Linked DNA regions of Pan troglodytes: region 2 is linked to region 1. A link is a contact called in public Hi-C data. All regions are on one chromosome and are shown on one strand. Each heading gives the region's core, a stretch centred on a gene start, on an enhancer-like site or on the middle of the called end of the contact. The rest is flanking DNA. Distances are from core to core; before and after follow the strand shown.

What was found. A called contact is a pair of places that touch in the nucleus more often than the background predicts.
Region 2: a Hi-C map of induced pluripotent stem cells shows a contact between it and region 1, with 4 times the contacts expected there. The contact joins two enhancer-like sites. A contact is called at or near these places in 2 of 7 Hi-C or Micro-C datasets (both in induced pluripotent stem cells).

The regions. Positions count from the first base shown.
Region 1 is chr2:128,270,210-128,277,949 of NHGRI_mPanTro3-v2.0_pri, forward strand. HEG1 (heart development protein with EGF like domains 1) reads right to left here. Exons shown (of 17, transcript XM_016941815.4): 12 at 5,078-5,212. Among named protein-coding and RNA genes, the nearest start is that of HEG1, 59 kb to the right of the region's middle. Within about 2 kb of position 3,027, at least 3 of the 24 cell types and tissues checked have an H3K27ac peak or open chromatin away from gene starts, as enhancers often do. A contact at or near this core is called in induced pluripotent stem cells, where this site is marked.
Region 2 is chr2:128,441,454-128,449,193 of NHGRI_mPanTro3-v2.0_pri, forward strand. The region is part of intron 5 of SLC12A8 (solute carrier family 12 member 8); the gene reads right to left. Among named protein-coding and RNA genes, the nearest start is that of SLC12A8, 46 kb to the right of the region's middle. Within about 2 kb of position 3,033, at least 4 of the 24 cell types and tissues checked have an H3K27ac peak or open chromatin away from gene starts, as enhancers often do. A contact at or near this core is called in induced pluripotent stem cells, where this site is marked.

The sequences.
Region 1 (7,740 bases), core at 1,777-4,276:
AGTGATGCCCTGCGGGCTGGGTCCAGCGTCCTTGTGCGTGATAACCTTCCTCATGACGATGTGTTGAATGTTCTTCCTCCTACTTTCTTAATGTTAGCAGCTGAATGCCTCTGGCATGTGCTTTATTGTTACAGACTTTCTATTAACATATCACTAGAGTGTTGTGGAATACAGTTTCAAAAACACTGTTCTAAATCATCTGTAATGTGTCTCACGGCAGATATTAGAGAGCTGTGCACCTGGACAGCACTGTTTTGGCCCCACAGTATCACTTTTCCTGAGCTACATTCTCTTGTATTAAGGGCTTTTTGTTATAAGCGGCAGCCATGGGAAAGTCCCTGTGGTATTTATTTGGGGATGTCATGGACTGCTTTGCTACAATACCACTCAGTAACCTCTTGACGAGGATGCCCCAGAGAAATTGCTCTTGGCCCCATTGTTTTAAAAGACAGGGATGCTCCTGAACAGCTGCTTTTTAGGGACCCTGACTCTTTTCAAAGTCATGTTTCCCTTTTTGCCTCAGTGTCCGGGAACCTCAGCACTTAAGTGAGGGGCCTTCTTTTAGCAAGCGTGCAGGACCCTGCTGTGTCTCATTCTGCATATTCACTTTCCTTCTGGCCTCAACAAAACAGTCCGTTAATTTCCCCTTTAACCTGATTTACCTTTTACATATTTTAAAATCTTATATTATCAAATCAGTTTTCACTAGGTGCTTTCACTTTATGCCACAGGTAGAGCATAATTGCATCCTGTTTAGGGAAGGAGTAACGAGGCCCCATCTCCCAATCTTTGATACCTGAGTTCTCTGCTGGCCTCACTCAGGTGGGGCCTTCTCTAAGGAGGCAGCTGAGTGCTCCTGCCTCTCCCATGTCCGGTGGCCCTCCTCCTGTGTATGCCTCTGCTTCATACTGCAGCAGGTCGTGGGAGTGGGGGAAGCTGCCCTGGATGATCCGTGGATGGCTAACGCTGCGGGGCAGCCACCGGAAATTGCTTGCTTCTTCAGTGACTCCTCCCCACCCATCTCGGCACTGAGGCAGGCTGATGTCACACCAGCCTTTTCTATTTTGAACACTTCTTCCTGGAAATGTTTTTACATCCAATCTCCCCACCCAACATTAGACTTCATCTGCTGGGTGGAAGTGCTCCACTCCATGGCTGTCATCCAGGCAGATGTAAGGTCCATCTGTTGTCCTGCCCGCGAGCTGATGGGTTGGGCTGTTTTCATTTTGTATCAGAAGTGACCTGGCTCCCTGATGTCATGATATTTCTCTATTTCAAATGGGCTCATTCCGTTACGCATCAGTGGTTGAGTGCTACTGTGCCGTGGCACTCTTCTGGGGAAACCTTGTCAGTGAGGTGCTCCTGTGCTCCTTAGGACCCAGCTTCTCATCTCACTCACCCTAGAGCAGCAGTCCCCACGTTTTTGGCACCAGTGACTGGTTTCATGGAAGACATTTTTTCCATGGACCAGCAAGGGGGTGGTCTTGGGAAGATGGTCTCGGAATGAAGCTGTTCCACCTCAGATCATCAGGCATTAGATTCTCCTAAGGACCACGTAACCTAGATCCCTCACATGTGCAGTTCACAACAGGGTCCACACTCCTATGAGAATCTAATGCTGCCGCTGATGTGACAGGAGGCGGAACTCAGCTGTGCAGCCCAGTTCCTAACTGCACCTCCTGCTGTGCAGCCCGGTTCCTAACAGACCACAAACCGGTAGGGTTGGGGACCCCTGCCGCAGAGGTATTCTGACCACAGAGCACTGAAGATGAAATGAATTTGGCAACAGCTAGTATATATTCCCAAATTGGGCTTCCCCTATTGCCATAAGACACAAGTGAATTCAAGTCTTCTGGACTTAAAAATAGAAATAAGTAGATGGTGGCATCTTTTTTTTTTTTTTGGAGACGGAGTCTTGCTCTGTCACCCAGGCTGGAGTGCAGTGGCGGGATCTCAGCTCACTGCAACCTCCGCCTCCTGGGTTCAAGCGATTCTTCTGCCTCAGCCTCCCTAGTAGCTGGGACTACAGGCATGCACCACCACGCCCAGCTAATTTTTGTATTTTTAGTACAGACAGGGTTTCACCATATTGGCCAGGCTGGCCTCAAACTCCTGACCTCCTGATCCTCCCGCCTCAGCCACCCAAAGTGCTGGGATTATAGGCGTGAGCCACTGTGCCCAGCTGACAGTGGCATCTTAAAAACTCTTTTGTTCCCTTGCAGGAAATTATATCTAGCCATGTCAATCTTTTCCCATCTTATTTGCTGCCTTATCATCCACTCGTTCGTTCAACAGACATTTGCTGAACCCTGCACTGCTCAGGACATGGTTCTAGCACTCAAGGCAATGGCAGTCGGATTAAAGAAAGAGACATGCAAACAGGTTGTGAGAATTCATTGCCAGGTGTGGTGGCTCATGCCTGTAATCCTAGCACTTTGGGAGGCCGAAGTGGGTGGATTGCTCGAGCCTAGGTGTTTGAGACCAGACTCGGCAACATGGCAAAAGCCCATCTCTACAAAGAATACAAAAATTAGCTGGACATAGTGGCAAGGACCTGTAGTCCCAGCTACTTGGGAGGCTGAGGTGGGAGGATCACTTGAGCCCAGGAGGTCAAGGCTGCAGTGAGACTTGATTGCGCCACTGCACTCCAGCCTGAGTGACAGAGCAAGGCTTTGTCTCTAAAAAGAAAAAAAAAAAAAAAAGAATTAATCATGATGCCTGCATGATGGAAGGAAGCTAAGAAACCTATGAGAGGGATATCTACTTTGATTTTATGTGTAGCTTTGAAAGTCTGGCAAAGACATTTTCTGTGAGACACCAAGCACGTTGTGTGTGCATGTGTGTGTGCGCACGCACACGCTGCAGAGAACATAGAGACTTGCTAATGTATAGGTTGAACTGCAGTGATTTAGAAAACACACACTCCTCTATCCTCTATTTATATTGAGCCTTGATTTGAGGTGTCAGTGCTCCAGCACTGATGGCCAGAAGATGTCACTGCTAACCCATCAGAACCCAGCCTAAAGGGCTGTGGCCCAAGAAGCTCCGGAATCCACTCCTCAGAGGCCTGATGGTGCAAATACTGCTGAGAAAGGGCTTCACGGGGTCTCAGCAACAAGCCCAAAAGCGAATCAAGGTTTCCTTATGCTGCTTCTTGGGTCCTCACTTGGTCAACATAAGGTTGCTGGTGCCTGTGTCAGCACACTCAGTAAATCTTTCACAGCTCTTGTTAATGCTAGCCTGTAACTGAAACAATTACAAAATTGCTGACTTGGAAACAGAGGAAGTGGCGCAGGCCAGCCAGAAGCAAAGGTGATAGGGCCATTGTTGAGACACTGTTCACAGGGAACACCACAGCACCATGCCCATACCTCTGCCCACCTTGTGTCATCCCCTGTCAGCAGCACAGCGCCCCAACACACATGGATGTTAGCCCAGTCCCCTTCCCATGTGAAGATGGGCTCAACTCCTCATTTGTTTTCTTTTTTTTTTGAGACGGATGTTGCCCAGGCTGCAGTGGTGCAATGGCGTGATTTCGGCTCACTGCAACCTCCACTCCCCGGGTTCAAGCGATTCTCCTGCCTCAGCTTCCCGAGTAGCTGGGATTACAGGCATGCGTCATCACACCCAGCTAATTTTGTATTTTTAGTAGAGACGGGGTTTCTCCGTGTTGGTCAGGCTGGTCTCCAACTCCCGATCTCAGGTGATCCGCCCGCCTCGGCCTCCCAAAGTGCTGAGATTATAGGCGTGAGTCACCACGCCCGGCTCAACTCCCCATTTCTAAGAGGTGCAAGGAACACTTTGCATTAAAGCAGATAAGATGGCATGAGGAAGCATCATCTCTTTGTAGCAATGTGGCAGTCTGGCACGGCACTGAGACATGCTGTGTGCTAGTCACACATCTGGACCTAGGCCCAACACAGAGAGTTGGCCCTCCCCTTCAAAACCCATCACAGGTCCCACCTGGAGAGCTGATGATGCGCACTTGAGAAGAACTTTGTATCCAAACCTAACAAAGTCAGAGGGTCTGAAGCTCAGGATAAGAGTGCTGCCCTGAAATATATTTTTATCTGTGATGAACAAGTCCTCTCATGGGAAGTCCTGATGGAGAAAAGTGGCATGTCACCTCGCCCCAGTATGTGATTTTTATTCAGATTCCAGTAACATCCATTGACATCTGTCACCAGCAAGGTGTTGACTGAGTAGGAAAACTGGCCATCCATGATGGCCTTTATATCGTTAGTTTTTCTGGTGATTGCAAGTTGCAGCAGCCTTTTATAAGTCAGGGTGCGTGGTGCTCTTGGACCTGAATTAATTTTATTTTAAAGCAGTATTCTTGGACTACATTCTTTGAGCAGTTTTTCCCTCAAACTAAATGAATTTAAGCCTCACCTTAAAGGTTAGTAGAATTAGATTTCTGCTCTCAAACACTTCATGAGACCTTTAAAACCAGAACTCATTAATTCAACAACAACCTGGACCAAATACAAGAGCAGATGCTGACAGCTTACAAAGGGCCTCTATATCCACTGCCTTCCTTAACTCTTAGAATAAATATCCAATAGAGGATCACCATACCCGTTTCTCAGAAGAGGAAACCGAGGCTCAGAGAAACAAAGTGACTTGCCCAAGGTGATACATGATCAGTGAGGCAGAGTCGGGCTCTGACTCTGGCCTCAGCTGCCTCTGAAAGATATAAGCCTGACCCCATGCTTGTACTTCCACTTTAAAAGATTAGCAGACAATAGATAAAGCTTTGGGAATTAAAACAATAATTTTTCTAACTTCCTTTAAATGGAAAAAAAAAAGAAAAGGCACGGCTACCACAGGCATTCCATTCTGTCTTCCTTTGAATTTAATTGGCCAGACCAGCATGCACCAGTCAAAGATAATGCTATTATTCCAAGGAGATAATGTATTCAATCCTGCCACGAGCAAAATAACAAGAACCAGTTACCCTCAGTTTAGAATGGTCACGCCTAAGCAAAGAGAGAGAGAGAGAGAGCAAGAAAGAGAAACAGAGCACCAGGCAGAGTCCCAGGACTGGGCACAGAACCCCAGGTGAAGCTGTGGCTACCTCGGCAGGAGTGGTCCATCTTGTTGAACTGAAAGTATCCCGACTTGCACTGGCACAGGGCAACGCCGTCCAGGTCAGTGCAGATGGAGGTGTCTTTGTCACATTCGGGACTCTTCCGCTTGCACAAGCTGCCCGCTGGAATGGAAAAACAAGACAGTGAAACAAAACAAAACCTTCTCCACTTCAAACCTTAAAATCTCCTCCACTTCAAAGCTCATGTGTCTGCATGAACTTTCTATTTCAAGAGGCTGAGAACAGTTTTCCGAAAAGTCTCCACAGAGCAACACTCCTCTCAGGAGTCCATCTGTACTGCCTTCTGCCACTTCTTCTCTGATCAGCCGCAGGCTGTGCACCAGCGTTCCCCATTGAAAACACCCTCACAGCGTGCCACGGACCCACTGAGAAACCAAATTGGAATAAACAGGCCCTGTTCACTCCTCTGGTGCTCACTGCAAATACAGCCCTTAATGGCCCTGTGTCTTCCAAAGGACTGCGGAGGAAGGATCAGCACAACCAGAAAATACGGCTGAGTTCTTAGGAAGCCGAGACTTGGACTAAGAACAGGAGTGCAGGCCAGACCTGTCTCAAGTGGAAGTACATCTCAGCTCTGTGTGTCTGCATGGCCTAAAAAGGGACCTAGCACCACTCCCTGTGGCAGGGTGGCTTGCTGTCCTGACAGCGTGCTGCCTACAAGAGACTGGTGATGAGGAGAGATCTGAAAGACAATCTGCTTGCCCCGGGCTGTAGTGTAATTCTGCTTATCAGGCAGTCTCCCCCACTCCACTGATGGGTTCTTGGGGCTTCTTCATCTCTGGGTCTTCAGTGCCTCGCACAGGGACTGGTTGGTACACATGGCAGCCTGTCACTGACCAGGCAGAGAGAAACAGAGGCAGGCAGAGAAGGAGCCCATCTTTCAGGCTTGCTACCTTGTTCACTTTAGGGCCTTATTCATCTCATGGATGACAAAGAATCATTTCATTATTATCAGAAAGCATTTCCTGTGGGGCATATGGCCCTCTGTGAAGTTGTGTACAGCAGACACAATGAGGGTGCATAGGCCTCCTGTGTATATGGGGTACACAGAGAATAGAACAAAAATAGGAAACCAACTGGATAGTGGATAGTACCTTATTTACACCCATGTGCAGGGCAAGGCAAGCTAGATATTTGCTGTTGTTATTGGGGGGCAAGCTCAAGTTCAGAATGGGAAGAAAGATGCAAGGGGAAGGGCCATGTATCTATTGTGCAGGGAGGAATGGCTGCCAATTTTCCAGGCATGGTCTCCCATTTCCCACCCAAAGGAGGAAGCCAACCTATTCAGAAGCCAGGTACCCCTTTTAATGCTGCAAAACTGCCCCTGCCCAGGCAGGTTTTGGTGACATGAGCTGCCACCCCACATGGGGTTCCTGACATCTGCCCCCTTTTGTGAGTCCTGAGAGCTCAGGACCGGTAGACAGCCTGGTCACACGAGGTAAGCTTAGGACACAACTCTAGTTCTCAAAGCTGAATTTCCTGCCTTTATCAGTGGAAGCTAGCGTGCTCAATCAGAACCACATTTGTATGTGTGATAGAATTTCCTTTGTTTATTGTAAAAAGTTTGTATTTAAGGGAGAAAAATTAAAAATGGAAAATCTCACCAGGCAAACACTGCAAAGCTGGCACCAGGGAGGTAATGAACTTCCACAATTCCTCATCTCAACTCTTTGAAGGCTTTGCCAGTCCTCAAGCCTTAATATAAAGAAATTCCTCCAGGGCAGAAACATGTCCAGGCTGACACTTGCCTTGTCCAGCAGCCAGCCAGAGTTGCCTGGCCTGATTAGATATTTTCTGGAAGCCAATGTCACGTTTTCCTTCCACCCTGCCCATTAATCCAGCCTGCTGGCAAATCACTCTGCTGGAGCAACTGTGCCCTGCACAGAAGCAGATCCATGCAAAAGCATGGGACACAGGCCCTGCCTCTGCAGTGGAGGAGTTGCTACCCTACGAATTCTCAAAGAATATTCTACCATAAATCCATCCAATAGGACCACGTAGAATCCCATTTTCATATAAAGCCTGGCAATGTGATTTTGCTACATTCACAATTCCCATGGTCTTTCCTGGGCATAACATCCGTCAAAACAGACAATGAGACTCTAAGTAAATCTAAAGCTAAGACATTCCATGGGGGATTTCCAAAGACTAAACCTCTGGAGATGACAAGAGCTGCAGTTCTTTGAAAGGCAAGGAAGTGGATGTTTTATGAAGTGAAGACAGAAAACCCTCCTTTCCAATGGTAGTGTCCAGAGTAGCCCAGCACTGCCCTTATGCTGGAAACACCCAGATGTCAGAAGCTGTCAAGGCCACCTCTCTAGTACTCAGAAAGGTTAGCATGAGACCAGGCTGGTCTTGGCAAAACCTGGAGAAGACCTGGGAGGAAAAACAGGGAAACAAGCCTGTTTTTTTCAGCCAATATGCATAGCTGTCTTTGTTCTCACGGGCTCTGAAAGGAGAAGTAAATAGGAACTTCAGCAAGGCAGCAAGGGTGAGAGGTACTTTCCCGTAAACCATATACAAGCAGTCGGAAGAATGGGAGTCAGAGGGAGGGTAGGGCTGCCATGAGCTGGCTCTTTCAAATCCAAATGGCTGGCACTTGATTTGCAAGGCACTTGATTTGAATGCAT
Region 2 (7,740 bases), core at 1,783-4,282, 170 kb after region 1:
TTGCTGAGACAGGCCACTCATGGAGCAACCCTGGCACCTGGGACTCCTGGAGCCCCCACTGAAACCACCTTTCTGCAATCCCAGTATCAATCCCATCAGCAGGGTCCCTTAGATCACGTCACCACAGACAAAGCCAACGGAGGGTGGAAGCAACAGGAGCGTGGTGCGGATCCACCAGCCCCAACTCCACCTCCTGGGTTTCATCCCTCCCTTAGCACCACCGAGGACTTCCAGATTCAGATTGTTTTTGGTCTTAAGAACTTTCTTGTCACAGCCAAGTGGCAGGCGGGACATGGTAATTGGCCTATGTTGCGCTTGGACCTAGCAAATGAGTAAACTTTTTAAGACTAAATCATCAATGCTACCCACTCTGGATCCTCCAAACACCTGCTCATTATCAGCATCTGCAATACAACAAGTACCTACCTAGGTAGTAACTAACATACATAATGGTGATTCACAAAGAGGAATGAGGGCAGTAAGAGGAAGGATCTCAGGCCTGGCCAGAAACCCCTATCCAGTAGCTCATCCCAAGGGTCCAGCTAGGGATACTGGCAGAGGGAAAGAGATCAGAACCAGAAAAAGAGGAAGAGGAAAAAGAGTCAGAGTCAGAAAGGGATGGGAAGAAAGAAAAAGAAAAAAAGACAGGAGAAACCTAATAAAGGTTTGAAATGGTCCTTGGGGCGAGGTGCGGTGGTTCATGCCTATAATCCCAGCCCTTTGGGAGGCCAAGACAGGTGGACTATTTGAGCCCAGGAGTTCGAGACTAGTCTGGGCAACATGATGAAACCCTGTCTCTACAAAAGATACAAAAAGATACAGGTGGTGCACACCTGTAGTCCCAGCTACTCAGGAGGCTGACAAGTGGGAGAATCGCTTAAGCCTGGGAAGTTGAGGCTGCAGTGGGTCAATATCACACCACTGCACTCTAGCCTGGGTGAGAGAGCAAGACCCTGTCTCAAAAATAAAAATAATAAAAAAAAAGAAAGCCGGGTGCGGTGGTTCACGCCTGTAATCCCAGCACTTTGGGAGGCCGAGGTGGATGGATCACGAGGTCGGGAGATCAAGACCATCCTGGCTAACACGGTGAAACCCCCATCTCTACTAAAAAAAAAATACAAAAAATTAGCCAGGCGCCTGTAGTCCCAGCTACTTGGGAGGCTGAGGCAGGAGAATGGTGTGAACCCGGGAGGCAGAGCTTGGAGTGAGCTGAGATCGCGCCACTGCACTCCAGCGTGGGCAACAGAGCGAGACTCTGTCTCAAAAAAAAAAAAAAAATTAAAAAAAAAGAAAAGAAAAAGAAATGCTACTTGGTGCTTCCCATGTCTTTCATTGTGGCCACAAATTCCAGCAGGTCTGCTGCCTCTTTAGGGGCCCTGTGATCCCTTCGTACTTCTGATTAACACAACCTTCCAAGGAATCATCCAAGAAAGGGGCAGAAATTCTCCCTGATGCTGGGGTCAGACTGCCCAAGGCCAAGGATGCAGAGGGCTGGGGCCGAGCAGCTGGGCTCCCAAGCTGGCCTCACCCTGTGTGCTCCAGGAGGTGCTGCTGAGGCCCTGTGGGCTGAGCTGGGAGCGCCCCTGCCTGGCCGGACACCATTCCCCGCCTGACGTGGGACTTGAGTTTGGTCCTGAGCTGAGCGTGTCTATGGCCTCTGTTCCTGGTGGCACTGGGGAGGTATGTTTTAGCCGCCTCAGCTCCTGGTCCTCACAGTCCACATCTCATTTCCTGCTTCCCCTTAAAGAGGCTCACCTCTAACAGTTTTAACCAGGCATGAACGGGCCCAGCGGAGACTGGCAGGTTCTCAGACCCCCTTGATCCGAAAGGAGAAAGGAAGCAGTAAGGAGTTCACCAACTTCCTCCAAGGGCACCCCAGAGCCAGCAGGTGCCAGGGGGCACCAGGGAATCACGCTTTGGAGTCAGGTGCCTCTGGGTTTCAATCCTGGCTGAGCCACGGACTATGCAAACTCAAGAAAGTTGCATAACCCCTCTGGGGCTTTGACTTCCTTGTCTCTAAAACTGGAATAACCATCTCACCCATCTCACTCAGTTGTTTCAAAGATAAATAGAATAATCTATGCAAAGTGCGTGACACAGAGTTGGTGCTCCTTCCCAGTTCGTCACACACATCCACACCCACAACTAAGCAGGTGTTTGCTGTACTTGTGGCCCTCAGCTGAGTGCAGGTCGAGTGGGAAATGCAGGAGGAAAAGGAGCCAGTCCTTACGTCAGGGGCTAACTGAAGAAGAGTTCCAGTCCTGGCCCTGAGCCTGTGCCCTGTGTAAAGGGGATGACAGTCTTGTCTCCAGGGTCTTGCCGGCCTGAGCGCTGAGGTACTTGGCCTGGATTGCTTTGGTTTCCTCCACTGAGCCTGGGCGCCCATCTCTGCAGATAACAGAGCAGAGCCTGCATGAGTAGAGGCTGAAAGGCAAAGGTTCTCAACCCTGGCTGCACAGTAGCACCAGGAGCACTTGAAAATACAGACCAATGGGCCCACCCCAGAGTGCTGATTTACTCGGTCCGGGGTGGAGCTTGGGATTCTTCTTTCCACACCTGAGGCTCCCCTGGTGCTTCTGATGTGCAGACAGGGTTAAGAACCCCAGGGATGGAGGCCAGGCTGTGAGGCTGGGGCCCCCACTTAAACCGCTCATCAGCTATTCTGAGACTTTCTTCCTCTCTGCTGGGCCAGGAAGGTGGCTGGAGACTGAGGCCTGGGCTTTGAAGTTACTTCACCTCTCTAGGTCACTGTTCCTGCATCTTTGAGGAGGGGAAAGCAACCCAGCCCACCTCCATCCCACCATCATCATGAGGGTCACATGAGAGAGTGCGGAAGGCCATGCTGTGTAGCATCACCCACCCCACCAGCCCAGAAGGAGAACATGAATGCCAGGATCCCACAGCCATTTCACGCAAAAGAGTGTTTCCTCTTAGTACCTCTGTGGGCAGTGAGGAAGGGTTGAGCCCGCTGTCCTGGGACGAGCCTTTCCAGCCATGAGAGGCCAGAAAACAAACAGTCAGAATCACAACTCCACACAGAGGCCATCCTGGGCACTGCAGGGCCCTTCCAGGCTGCCCTAGCTCACTGGAGCCCAGAAGACCCTTCCTGGCAAAGACATGCAGATGCCCTTCCACCACATGGCGAAGGGAGCCACAAAGGAGACTCGGGGACACGCCCTGCTGGGAGGACGATTCTACAGAATTTTGGTGGTAGCTAACTGCTGGCTCTTCATCTCAGGAGGATAACAGAGCCCCATCCAAGGGGGACCCAGGCAGATGTTCCCCATGGGGGCGTGGAGGGCTCCCTCCAGGCACCCATGGATGAGCCATCCTCACCCGTCCGGGCAGAAAAGGCCACTGAGTCAGGCATCACAACCTTCCACGCAGTGTGTTCGTTCTTTGCACAAGTATTTCCTGAATACCTACAAAAGGCCAGCACCGTGCATCCTAGGAAGACCCCAGGCCTGGCCCTCCGCAGACACAGTGCAGGCCAGCTGCGAGGCCCGCAGAGCAGCCAGAACATCCATGTGTTCCCTGCATCCCGAGTGGAACAGCCACCTGGGGAGATTCTGGGTGTGTTTCTGGGCAAAGAATATTGATTTTTAGCTTACCCACTTTGTATGTTTGGAATTTTGTCAGAAAGGTTTTTTTAAAAATATATAGAACAGTGAAAATGCCTCTTCTGGTAAATTAAATTCACTCAACAAATATGGCTCTTTCCGCTTCCAAACCAGCACAGGCTGCCCAAGCGTTTCGCCCAGCCCACCGCTTCTCCTGCTCCCATGCTGCAGGGCGCTTTACCCCAGCCCTGATCACACCTCCGAGATCTGGGCCACTGTCTTCGGCTGACCTCTCACACTAGCCTCGCCATTTCCCCCACACCTGTTCCAGCTGCCATGTTCCTCCCGAGTCCCAGAACGTGAAGCCACCAGCCAGCCAGTCAGGCGTCAGCCTTATCCCTTTTCTTGGCCTCACCCCATACCCCGCCCCCATCTCGTCTCTTTTCCACCCTAGAGGCCCTGCCTGGCTCTTTTGGGTTGCCGTAGCAGCCTCTCAAGTGAGTCCTGCCTCCTTTCTTCATCCCTATCCTGGGCCAGTTTCCGTATTGGGACCAGAGCAATCTTTCTAAAATATGAACTTGAGTCAGGTTTCCCGCTGCCCCCAAAATAAAGCCCAAGCCCCGCTGGGTGGCAGACAAGGCCTCTGCGTCCGTCTCCCTTAACACTCAGCTCCCAGACAATCTCCTCTAAAAAGTCTTTCCTGCCTCTCCGACTGTACGGGGAGCGCCAGGAGACCCGGGTGCCCTGTGCAAACCCCTCTCACACCACTTTCACCACTCAGTAACTTTTCTGTGTCTCCCTTGCACGAAGAACAGTTAAAATGAATGAAATGCCATGACATGCATTAACATGGATAAATTGCGAAAATATGTTGGCTGAAAGAAAGCAAATTGCACAATCATTCACTCACCATTCAAATTATTTATCAAGTGAAAGGATCCATGCGGTATGATACAATGTATATAAAATTTTCAAACGCTAAACAATAGCCGACATCACTTAGGGCCAGCTACATATGGTAGAAAAATAAAAACACACGGGGAGGATGAGCCTCCGGACAGTGGTCCCTTGGGGAACAGGAGGGGGTCGGTGAAGGTACAGCTTAAACTGCATCTGTAATGCTTTATTTATTTTTATGTTAAATAGAGCTCTGAAGCAAAACTGGCAAAATAATATCCATTAAATTCGGGTGGTGGATAAATGAATATCTGTTATACTCTTTCCTGTATACTTGAAAGCATTCATCAGTACATTTTTAAAACTTTTTTTTTTTTTTTTGGAGACAGAGTCTCCCTCTGTCACCCAGGCTGGAGTGCAATGGCACAATCTTGGCTCACTGCAACCTCTGCCTCCAGGGTTCAAGAGATTCTCCTGCCTCAGCCTCCCCAGTAGCTGGGACTACAGGCATGCACCGCACCTGGCTAATTTTGTATTTTTCGTAGAGATGGGGTTTCACCATGTTGGCCAGGCTGGTCTCAAACTCCTGACCTCAGGTCATCCACCCACTTCGGCCTCCCAAAGTGCTGGGATTATAGACATTAGACACAGCACCCAGCCTTAAAAATTTTAACAAGGAACCAGAGTCCCAAATGCCCTCATTAAAGTCCCTGGGGTCCTGAGCAGACTGTTATAGCCCCTCACCCAAAGGATCTCCATGGGCCTTGGGCCTGGCAGCCACGCTGAGACAGGCAGGAAGGCAGCCTGGAGATGTAAATATGATTTTCATCCTTGTTTTTAACCAATGAGAAAACCAAAGCTGAGAACATCTAACATGGCTCAAGACCACACAGGGGATCCTGGATTTCAGACCATGCCTTCTTCATGTACAATTTCCTGAACTACTTCATCCAAGAGCAAGAACTTAGGTCTAATACAGCATGGTGAAGAGAATTCCAGAATTAGAAGGAGAGCTGTATTCATATGCTTCATAAATCAATGAATAAACACGTTTTGCGGAGAATTGTTCAGAAAGGGGCAGAATTGGAGATACAACTAAATGGGAAATTTAGGGATAGCCCATGTGGCTCTTTGAATGCAAACAGAATGGGTTTGGGTTTTGTCCTACAGCAATAGAAAGCAACTGATGCTGTTTAAGCTGGAGAGTGACCGAGGCAAAGCACTGTTTTACGAAAAGTGATCTGGCTTCAGTGCATAGGAGGTGTCAGTCACCCTTAGGAAATGGCTGGGGACAACCAAAGGGAAGATCCTCAAGGGATAAATTTGGATTTGGAAATTATCTAAATGGCCCACAGAGGAAATGACATTGCTAATCTAAGGTGGGAACTGTGGGGTTGTAAAGGATAAAAGAGCTTAAGCTAGACAGAGAAATAAAAGTTCTTTTCCAAGTTTTCCAGGCTTGGGGAAATGGTGATAGGCATTCAGATGATAAGCTGATTATTGGCTTGTTGATTAATTGGTGGAAAGGGCAGTGGGGGAAGAAAAGGTTAACTAAAGAGAGGAGTGAGAAATTGAGGGCTTTCGCTTTGTCTGCCTTTAATTCAAGATGGTGCCCAGACAGCCAGGTAGAGATCCGACAGGAGCTGGCGATATGAGAGCTATATTGAAGAAAGCTGGAGAAGCAGGGGACAGCCACTGGTGCAGCGATGGTGGAAGTTTATTTCTGAGGAAAAAGGCACAAAAACAGTGACGTGATAGCAGAGGACTGAGCCCCGTGGCCTCCCTGCCCACATCAGGGAACAGGAAAACCAAGAAGAGAGCTAAGCCAGTGTTGTATTGTGGAAGAAGTAGGAAGAGACCATTTCAAATTAGCATAGGTGGTCAACAGTGCAAAAAGTTTCAAGAATAAGAAATGAGTCAAGGTCCTGGGGTTGAAGATCAGGAGATTATGGGAGCCTGAGATAAAGGAATCTCAGCAGACAGCAGAGGCAGGCATGCTTGCCCCATCCCTTCTACAGCTCCAAAGGAGTGACCTTGTCCTCACAGCCAAGCACAAGCCCCCTCCCTCACCCAGCAGAAGCAGCTCCCGTCTGCTACATTCAGCGTGAGATGGACCTGTGCCTGGCCTGGCCCAACTGATCCACCTCCCACAGATGGCAGAGGGCCATGGCAGGACAGAGAGTGTGCAGTGCAGGCTCTGGAGTGGAACCCTGTAGAGACCAGGCTACCGTCTTCCTAGATAACCAAACACTTCAGCTTGGAGAGGCATGAGTTCATTTCCAAATGCAGAACATAGGATTCAAATGTGCCACATGTCACTTTATTTTCTAAAATGTATTTTCTCTATATTTGCCTGACTTCTATGGCAATAAAATCATTTTGGCATGACACTCATCTTACATAAATGAAAATATGAGCCAACAGAATGGCATTTTAGTAGCTTTAAGCCAAACAAATTCTTGAGAGGGTCTTGTTTAAATTAAGTTTTCGTGCTATTTAGCTTTTTACAGTGAAGAAGCTCTGTGTCTTCAGAGAGCCTTGTGCAGTGATGCTTGTTTTTGGAAGGACGGGACAGGAGGTGAAGAAAGGAAGAGGGGCCCAGGCTGCCAGGCTGCAGATCAAGAAGTCAGGAGGTGAGGAAATGAGGACGATGAGGAGGACCCACTGTTATTGGAAGTTTGGAGATGAAATGAGAGACAAGACATAGAGTGAGGGTGACAGGGGAAGACAACTTGAGACGGAAGGACACAGTGGAGGGAGGGGTGTGCCAGGGGAAAGCATCTGATGAACGACAGTCTGCACCTGACTATGAGGCTGCCAGCCCCTTTGCCCACCTCCACTCTGCTCCCCGAACTGAGGCAGCCGGGCATGTCCCTGGCAGGAGATGAGAGAATTCTTCTCTGGAGAATATGAACTATACCAGAGAAAGACCTGCAGAAACGAACATTTGGGAGACTTCCAATGAAACAACGCAGTTTGCCACCAATCACCCTACCGTGATGCCCACCTGTCACAACTGCCACCCACTTGGGTTGTGGATGGAACTCCCGATCAGCTCTGTGGTGCCTCGTTACCAACAATGGATGGACAGCCAAGGACTACCAGACATTTGGACAAAGCTGGCAGCACCTGACAGGGAGAGCAGAACAAGATTGTAGAAAAAGAAATCTGGAAAAGAAAATAGGGAAAATAGAAAGCAAAAACAGGGTAAGATTATAGACGATTCAAAGAAAAAAAATACAAGTGGGAATAAAATACAAAAAAAATCCTCATTAATGATTCA